Regions from separate parts of the Gossypium hirsutum genome. Here region 2 is linked to region 1. The links are chromatin contacts, called in public Hi-C maps. All regions are on one chromosome and are shown on one strand. Each heading gives the region's core, a stretch centred on a gene start, on an enhancer-like site or on the middle of the called end of the contact. The rest is flanking DNA. Distances are from core to core; before and after follow the strand shown.

The links. A called contact is a pair of places that touch in the nucleus more often than the background predicts.
Region 2: a Hi-C map of petal shows a contact between it and region 1, with 4 times the contacts expected there. The contact joins the promoter of LOC107910144 here to the promoter of LOC107910139 in region 1. A contact is called at or near these places in 10 of 34 Hi-C or Micro-C datasets (anther, fibers, hypocotyl and 2 more).

What each region holds. Positions count from the first base shown.
Region 1 is chrD02:46,312,301-46,317,085 of Gossypium_hirsutum_v2.1, forward strand. LOC107910139 (pentatricopeptide repeat-containing protein At1g26460, mitochondrial) reads right to left here and starts at 2,385. Exons shown (of 7, transcript XM_016837908.2): 1 at 1,485-2,385; 2 at 726-948; 3 at 146-625. The coding sequence starts at 2,098. It overlaps LOC107910140 (50S ribosomal protein L18), which reads right to left. Exons shown (of 2, transcript XM_016837910.2): 2 at 4,208-4,702. The coding sequence ends at 4,307.
Region 2 is chrD02:46,444,901-46,449,685 of Gossypium_hirsutum_v2.1, forward strand. It overlaps LOC107910144 (protein GAMETE CELL DEFECTIVE 1, mitochondrial), which reads right to left and starts at 1,931. Exons shown (of 5, transcript XM_041088591.1): 1 at 1,778-1,931; 2 at 484-1,270; 3 at 103-292. The coding sequence starts at 1,034.

The DNA of each region.
Region 1 (4,785 bases), core at 1,135-3,634:
ATTGGATTCATTCTAATTTAAAAGGCAACATGCATGCATGGTGATATTTCACATACTAATACCCTTCTCTTGAGAAATATAGCAATCGTCGATAACATTAAATAATAGATGATTCAAAGGAATATCAAAGTGTAACAGGACATACTGAATCCAAAGTCTCAAAACCATTCTTGGAGCAAGCCACAACCAAGGGATATAAAGAGGTGAAAGGTGAGAACAGGTCTTCTGCTTCGTTACTGGACTTGCCATGAGCAGCCTCAAACTCATGCAACGTGCCAAAAGCTTTCTGCAGATTCCCCAATGATGCATATGCATAAATCTTCCCAAGGAAAGATTCAGGATTGGGCACCTTCTTTTGACGCAATGAACGCCGTAGGATTGCCCAGGACACATCCAACAGTTTTGAACTGTATGTCCTACCCGCAGTTGCAAGTGCTGAGACAATTAATCCTTGATCTACAGAAAGCAAGAAAGGCGGCCTTGCATTTTCACCCCGAGCAATCCATTTGGCCATAAATTCCAAGGCATAAAATGCTAGCTTGCTGTTATCCGCTTGCATTGCAACTTCTGCAAGATAGTTGCACAAAGTCCAATTTGGATAAAGAGCTCTATTCTGATCTGTTGTCTGATAAGAGTCATGAGAACAAAGTTAAATAATCAAACACCGAGCAAAGGCTACCTCCGAATCAAAACAATATCATTACCAAACAACATGAGTCATATACCTTGCACATCTCAATGACAGTGGCCAATTCATCAAGCCGGCCTTGTTTAACACAGCATGCCACACATTCTGTAAAAACTTGCATGGACAACTTATATCCAGATTTTAAGGCCATATCAATATGATTCAAGGCTGCTTCAAACTGTTGTGCCTCAAACAGCATTCCAATAACCAAATCATAAGTCTCATCGTCAGGCAGAGATTCTGTTCCACCTTGCAGCATCCTGATAGGAATAGATTGAAGGTGAATATCACCAATATTTTAGAAAACAATTCCAAAGATAAACATGCTAAAGCAGTGTATTACTGATGCTATTGAATTCCTACTAGAAAAATGAATGCACATCCTTATTGAAAGCAAACTGATGAAAAAAAGGTCTTTAAAATTTAAAAGGAAATATATATCCACGACCACACAACCCCAAGTCCAATAGTATCGCAGAAGTGATTGTAACAAAAAAAATATTATATATATCATTTTAAATAAAAAAAATCCAAACTCTCAATACAATTACAAAAAAAGAAACAAAATTAACTTATAGATTAATCTAAGCTCACTGCTACGAAATGCAAAGAAACAAACTTTAGCAGCAAATTAGAAACATTTTTAGTTATATCTCTTCTCATTTATTAACTCAAATATTTATGGAACTTTCAAGCAAAAGGCAACCTACAATTATCCAAAACACCCAAAAAAAAAACATAGGGATTTAAAAGAGAGAAATTGGGGGGGGGGGAGCATAGTGCTACTATAACTAACCGTTCAAGCAGCTTCTCAGCAGCTTCAGTTTCCTTAGCTTGCTTCATAGCCTTTAAAACGAAATTAAAGGCCGCTGTATTGGGAACAATGGCAAACTCGTCCATTTGCGCCACCAAATCAAGCAAATCACCTGCCGATGCTCCGATCATAAAATTAGCCCTCAAATAATGATTATAAAGATTCACATCGGGCTTATTGGGCTTCCCATTCTTATCCAGCGATCGAACCCAGAACTCAAATAGTTCTTTCACGTCGGTCCATCGTTGCTGAGTCATCAAATCGGCAAAATGGTTCATTAAAGCAGGAGCATCAAGGATTTGGGAGAGGTATTGAATCCGTTGGCCAGGAGTTTGGCTGAGGAAGCCGAGGGGAATAAGGGATTGCGCTAGGGAGGTTGTTTTTCTGGCTGCGTTTGGGTCTCGCCAGTTCTCGTGGTAGAGGGGGCTGCCGGAGGCTGGGTTGGGAGGGAGAGGGGTGGTTTGAGTTTCAGCCGTGTGGGCTGACTCGGCAAGTTGGGGTTCTTGAGAGAGGAAAGGGAAGCTGGAAATGGATTTGGCTTGGCTTACTCGGAGTAGGATTCGTGTTCGGGTCAAGATCGCCATTTGTGAAGCCATTTTTTGTTCACTGTCAATAGTGAAGCAAAAGAGCGACCTTTTCAGGTTAGGGTTTTTGAGACGACGAAAAGGGGTTATCGCCTTTGAAGGGGACAATAGTAATTTCAATATACACAAACTATTTCCGATTCTAAATTCATCCCTAAATTAAAAAATGTTCGCAAAGAATCAATATTTTATTGAGGGGTGAGATCGGTTTATAAGAAATCGGTGGTAATAAGAAATTGATTATTACAGGGCTCCTTTGGATGCCTAGTTACTATAGTGAAGCACGTTTATCATTGATTTTGGTGCAATCGCACCACATATACCTGTTTAGATAGCATCCAAATTTGGCCAGTGAAAATCATTCAACGCACTGGTGAGAAAATTTTGGACTGAAGGGTCAAGCACCAGTAAACAAAAAGAAACATCAGTGGGTAATATTTTTACCACTTTATTTTTCATATGGGTGTGAAAATAAGACAATTAAGCTGTTTTAATGTTATAACTATTATTTAAATAAATACAAATATGTTAATTTATAGGATAATAAATAGAATATTAAAAGATACATTTTAATATTTTATTAAATGAATTTATAAATTCACATATTTTAATAATTTTATAAAAGTAAAATAATTTTAAAAACTTTTGATATATATCAATTATAATCTAATGTCAAATTACGTTTGAATCCAAATACACACTCCACCGCTGTTTCTAATCTCACCGTTACAGTATCCAATCTCACTACTACAGTAACTAATCTCACAGCCACCGCTGTTTTTAACCCCACCGAAGCTAAACACACCGCCCATCCAAACTAAGCCTAAATCGGATTTTGGTTTTCATATTATTTTTGTGCTTTGAGCTTTTGAATTTTATTCGGATAAAATTGTTTTTGGATTTAAACTTTTTAATTTTAATTAAATTAAATTATCTTTATTTTATGATTTTTAGATATTATTTGGTAATTTTATTTTTTTAATTATACATAAAGTCTCAATTAATATATTTATTAATAAAATAATTTGTAAAATCTTTATTAAAAATCCAATTAAGCTTTGATTTAATCACATTCAACCTTCATTGAATTATTTGTATTTATAACTCTTGGTGTGTAATGATAGCAAAAAAGCCCCCAACTTGAAAATGTTAATAATGATAATCTAAATTTTAAAAGTTTTAACAACAATAATAAATAACCAATGCATTCGTAAGAGGATGAATTTGAAATTAGATTTAGGGTTTATTTTTCATTTTTCATTTAATTATAGAATATGTAAAAGCATAATAAAAACTATATTTAGCTTTTAGAAGCAATGAGTTTTGTTTTGGTTTTTAAATATATTTATATATTGAGATTATATGCTCAAAAAAATTTGGGTTTCTTTTTAAAAATTTTGAACTTTTTTTTACTTTTCGGTATCTAATGGAATGAACCGAAACCTAACTGTATTGATGTGGTTCAATGAAAACATCTAATCAGAACTGAACTAAACTATAAAAAAACCCGAATCAAATTGCCGGTTCAACTCAGTTTCTTGATTTGATAAGTGTTTTTTTTCAACCCTAATTGTATTAATTAGATTACTCCCTCAGCTTAACTTTCAATTTAAGCATTAAATATCAATTTGTAAATGACGTGAAAAATATTTAAAACATATAGCTCAAATTGTTAGCACAATAGTATATATTTGTATTAACAAGTTCTGAGTATGACATACTAAAAAATAATGCAACAAAATTTAAGATTTTCTTTTAACAGGTCCATTTACCATTCAAAATAGTGGCAGGGCAATTAGTGAGTAGATTAAGAAAGTGACATACTTTAACTACAAAAAAAATTTGAAGCCAATTTAAAATCTTAGGGTTTTGTTTGAGAACATTTGTGCAATAAGCCTTGGAAATTATACTACTTTCTCTTTTGGGGTGGTGATTGAGTTTGAGAAGAAGAAATAAGAATGGATAATTGATTCCCACTCTCCTGATGTGCTTCATTTTTTGTTACTGTTTACAGCTTATGTTGTATTCATGTTAGCTCACAATATTATATGGCTTTGGCTTGATGCCAGCAAAGCATTTGCAGGTGTTTTACAAATACAACATTCATCATTTCATACTCCATAGCACAAAAATTGATTCTATTCTAATATCAATAGGCTCAAATATTGATTGCATTCCCACAGTTCAGAAATTATTTTACTACACCAATGTGTGATTGGCTCATACAAATATGATCCCATTCTCCTTAATGGTGTCAAGAACTATGCCTAGCTTACCTTCAATCCTCTCACCCTTTCTAGGCTCGTAAGACATTGCATACACATCGGCTTCCTTTGATCGTTCAGCAATAAGTTTCCCGATTATTCTGCATGCATTGTGGTCTGTGAGTGATGCCAAATTGTTTCTAAGATCCTTGGCATTCGTGGTTGCGACTGATATCACTTTGCTTGTACCTCGATGCATCACTTTTGCATGAATAAATTTCTTCGAAAAGAAAACATTTAGTAGAAATGGCCTAATATACATATCGGTCCTTTGTTTCCATGATTTCCTATTGGGTTGCTTTGCAGCTTCACCACGTGATCTCCTGGTCCAGGCAGCTTGAACAAAAGGACCCTAAACATAAATGCCAAACAAAATTAACTTGGATTCTTTTTTGCTTCCTTCAACGGATTTAGTGGGCGCTCAGTGTGTGAATT
Region 2 (4,785 bases), core at 681-3,180, 130 kb after region 1:
TAATTTCAGATAAGCAAAAGCAGCTTCAATGTTAGAGTTCAATAGACCAAAGTACCCATGACAAGAAGCTCGTAAATAACAACACCACACACACACACACACCTGGAATTTACAGTAAGCAATTCGGCGATCAAATTCTTGGAGGAGAATATCTTCTTCCCTCTGTGACATCTCCCACACGTTTCCATCAGGAGCTTTTGATGTTGTTTCCCAACCATCAGGCTTAGTTTTTAACTCAGAAGAGCTTGGAACTCTTGAATTCTCCAAGTCAGCATTGGTAGAGTCAAAAATCCTTCACAATATACATTATGTGTTAAATCCCTCAAGTACAGCAATAAATTGCTGGTAGAACCTAAAGATGTTGTTAGCTATGATATGAAGACAAGTTTCAATATGGAAAGTAACAGAAACCAAAAACCCTTCCAAAATATCACATTAAACCAACATAGCAAGGAAACAAAGTGTATAAAAGAAAAGACATACTCAGAGCAGCTATCAAGCAATCTATCAATATCATTGGCAGAATCTCCCAATTGAGCTTCTTCCAATTTGTCAATCTCCTTCATCCACAACCCAGCATGGATTCTCTGCTTCTTCAACCTATAATCTTTCTTTATGTGCTCCAAACTATACAATCCACCACCCTCCCCTTTCCCCTCCTTTTCTGCTTCCTCTTTCTGCTTCTGCTTAGGTGACTTTCGTCTCTCATTCCAATTCTCATTCATGTCTTCGACAAATGCCTTGGTTTCAGCATGTACGTCCGACGAAAGCGCCATTTTTGCTGATTCTTCATTAGAAGGGAAGTTAACATCAGCTTCCCAAGGAGCTCTGTTCTTGGGAGAAATGTCATCAGGGAGCCAAGCTGTTTCCCAGGCATCGTTCCAAGAGTCATCTTTGCCATTTTGAGGAGGTTTAGTGGAGAGAGTTTTGAAAAGGGTAGTCAGATTCAAGTGGGGTTTACCAAATTTCGAGTGAATTTTGTACATCACTGGCTTTGTGATGGATTTGGCAATCCGATTAAAGGAGTACATCATTTTAGGGTTTACGGCAAGCAAGCTTATAGCTTTAAAGAAATAGAAGTTAAAGATGTAGAGAAACAGAAGCAAGCTATGATATTTTTACTAAAATCAATTGTGAACGAGAACAAGAACCAGGGCGCCAATGCAAAGCTAGTGCCATTCAATAAAAACATAAACTTACTACTAATTATGAAAGATCACCCTTCTTCCTCTGAATCTCCTACCAAATTGGTTACTACACAACACCGAAACTGCAAACGTAAAGCTCTGATCAAATGCAAATTTCCAAGACAGAAGAAGCAAGGAAAAACTAAAAACTCTCCAAATTATACTAAAGCCAAAACATTATTAAAGAAATATTACTAAAAGGATGCAGGGAATGACATGAAGCCATGTTTGTTTGTTCTTTTCTTCAAAATTTCAATGAGTCTGATTATATAGTTTTAACAATATACCTGCCTTCAATTAGAGGTAAAATTATGAAAAACCACAAGCCAGTGTCAGTAATACTGGAACATTCAAACAGTCATAAATTAAAGCTAAACTCCGATAAAGAAATGATTACATACAAAATAATTGAAGATTCTTGAAATATAAAAAAATAATTGAAATCAAAATAAAGAGGTAAAATACTGAAAAATAAAATAAAATCTCAAAGAAATTGAAGCGAAAAAAATTTTCATAAAGAAAATGAATATGATCACCTTCTGTTGAAAGCCTGCCGAGAAATCAGAGGACAGTAAAATAGAATAGCTAACCTGGAAAAATAGGGTTCTTCGATGTTTTAGATTTTCTTTTCTTTTTTTTCAATTATATTGTGAAAGTATCGTAGAAGTCTGCATTGTTAGTGCGGCTAATATTTTAGATTTTTTTTCTTCAGTTCTATTTTAGTCGCTTTTGCTTTCCTATATGTACTCAAAATTTCAAATTTAATAAATTTTTTATTTTTATAAACTTCATTCACGATCAAGTTAATAATATTTTCAATGCAAGAATTTAATTTTTCCTATGAACCCTAACAAATAAAAACAAAAAAAGAGTTTCTTATAAGCTTTTATGATCATTATCTTTTACATTGTCAACTTGAAGAATTTCACCCATATTTAAGTATAAAATTTTTTATAAAATTTATATTTATCTATTTTTTTGCAATTTATTTTAAAAAAAGAGATAACTTTTTTGGGTTTTCAATTTTTCTAACTTAAATTCTAGATTTTTTTTGTAATAATTTATTTTTTTTAGATACATATGTTTTTTTCCAATTTATCATTTTTTATATTTTAAAAGTTTATTAAATGATGAATTAGTAATCATTTCACATGATAGTGGTGTGCACAAATTAGATTAAACCCTTATTCAAAGCAAACCAAAATATTTTATGCAAGAAGTCAAGAACATATTATGTTAACATATTATTCCTTATAAGACTTTTAAACATTCATGACATAAATATGAAAAGGAAAAAATGTGTATTATAGAGTAATTGATTAAACCAATGTCTTACCTATTAAACTTCATTATTACAAATATGCTCAACATGACTAAAATTTAGTAGCATTCATATATACGTAGCATTCAAGTATCTTCAGGTGTCACGAGTTGTGGATCAAAGTTTGTGATGATCATACAAAGAGCGTTCCATAGAGGTTAATTGATAAAATGAGACTCATTTAACCCGCTTGATTTGACCCAACTCGTGGGACATATGGAGAAACCCATTTACTTGAAACCTCGATGGCCTAGTGAAACGCTCCAGTAAAACTAGAGCTATCAGGGTAAATAGTGTAAATCCTAAAGGGATAAAATTGTATAGAGTTTAAATTCCTTAGGGCTCTCAATTGTAGATAAGCTCTAATCTTAACCGTCGATGTAACTCAACCTGTACCATTGGTTTTGAGGGAGCTCAACTATAAAAAGACTTCCCCCTTCATTTGTAATCATTCCATTCAGAGTTTTGAATATATCTGAGAGCATTTACTCAAACACTTGGTACAAGCTATTTTTCTCTGGTTTTTCTATTCGTTCATGGCTTCTTTCTTTTTCAAGTTGCTTCTGCTTTGTTTTCGATCCCTTAGAGAATTTTTGTGAGAATTCTCACTTTTGTGAGAGTTACGCTGACTTAGGCAAATTCAAAGCAAAGAAATTGCCTAAGACTACACGATTTACGAGACTAAAGTTCTAGCCCCGTAATAGTTAGTATCAAAGTCAATGTTCGAAGGCACTAATTGAGATCTCAAAAGGAGTAAAAGAACAAGTTAAGCTGATTAAGATCTGTGGGAAGAGTAAGAAAGCTTACAGCTCGAGGGGTATGTGTTGAAAAATCGAGTTTGAAAAACGCAGAGGAAAATAGATTTGAGGAAAATCAGAGTTTTAAATTTTTTTTCTAAAACTAGAACTTTATTATGATATCTAAAGTAATAAACACTTAGTCAAAAATATACATTTTCGATTCGTTTAGGATGAACGCTTCCACCGAGTAGTCTTCTTCGCTATCCTCAAGCTCACGTCTCCGAGTATGGGCTCGCTTTGAATCAAAAAAATTCATAAAATTACCAGTAGGGAAATTTTAGAATTTCTCTACACTTCTGGACCAAGTTGTAAATAAAAAGATATATTTAGAAATCTTCTAAAATAATTTCTTCAGAGAATTTTCTCTCTACAATTTTTTCTTAAATTCAAGTGTGTGAAAAATAATGATACAAGACTATTTATATAGGGAGAGTTTAGAGAGTTTAGAGAGTTTAACTATGATTAAACTTAATATTAAATTAATATAATACTTATCTACAAGATAAATATTAAATTAAATTAAATATTAATATTAATATAATCACTTTAATATTAAATTAATAAAATATTATCAAGATAAATATTAACTTTAATTTAATATTAAAACTATTAAAATAATATCATTTTTGGAATTATTAATCTGAAATCAAATTATCTAGTAGAGCCTCAGTATGAGTGTAAGTCTTCCATTGCTCAACCATAGAAGAACTATCATCTCGACCATCCGCAAGCCACCTGAATGTTGTCGTCGCAACCACTGGCAGCATCATACCTGGTGCTGCCATCGTAGGTGCGACACCCTTACGGCATCTCTAGTCAGTTCAGCTGTTGTGTGTTCGGTCCAAGCTAATGATAGCCCGATTGGTCCGCTTCAGCCACCGGTTGTGTAACACTCTTAACCCATATTCATTGCCAGAATAGGGTTATAGAGCATTATCAAATAAATGTAACATAATCATTCTTTTCAAAACATTCAATGAACATAGCATAATCCAATATTATACACGCATATCGTCCTTTAATCGAGCCTTCAAGACCTTAAAATCACTTTAAAAGTATTTCGGGACTAAATCGGGAACATTTGAAAATTTTAGGAAAAATTAGAAAAATTCAACTGCAGGGGCCACACGGTCAATTTACATGCCCGTGTATCTGGTCGTGTGAGCATTTGAAGTAGAGACACACGACCGTGTTCTAGCCTGTGTTTGTGCTCGTGTAACTCACTGACTTGGGTTACACGGTCAAGCCATACGCCCGTGTGCCAAGCCGTGTAACCCTTGAAATGACCTCGCACGCCCATGTGCTAGCCGTGTGGACCTAAATTGTGCCTTAAACCACAAGTTTACCATTTCCTATTTGCTTGTGCATTCAACAACTCAAAAACCATTCATTTAATCTATTCAAAACACGATCAAACACACTCAAAATATGTCAAAACAATCATCTTAGGTGCCTAACCAATATACCCTCATTGATA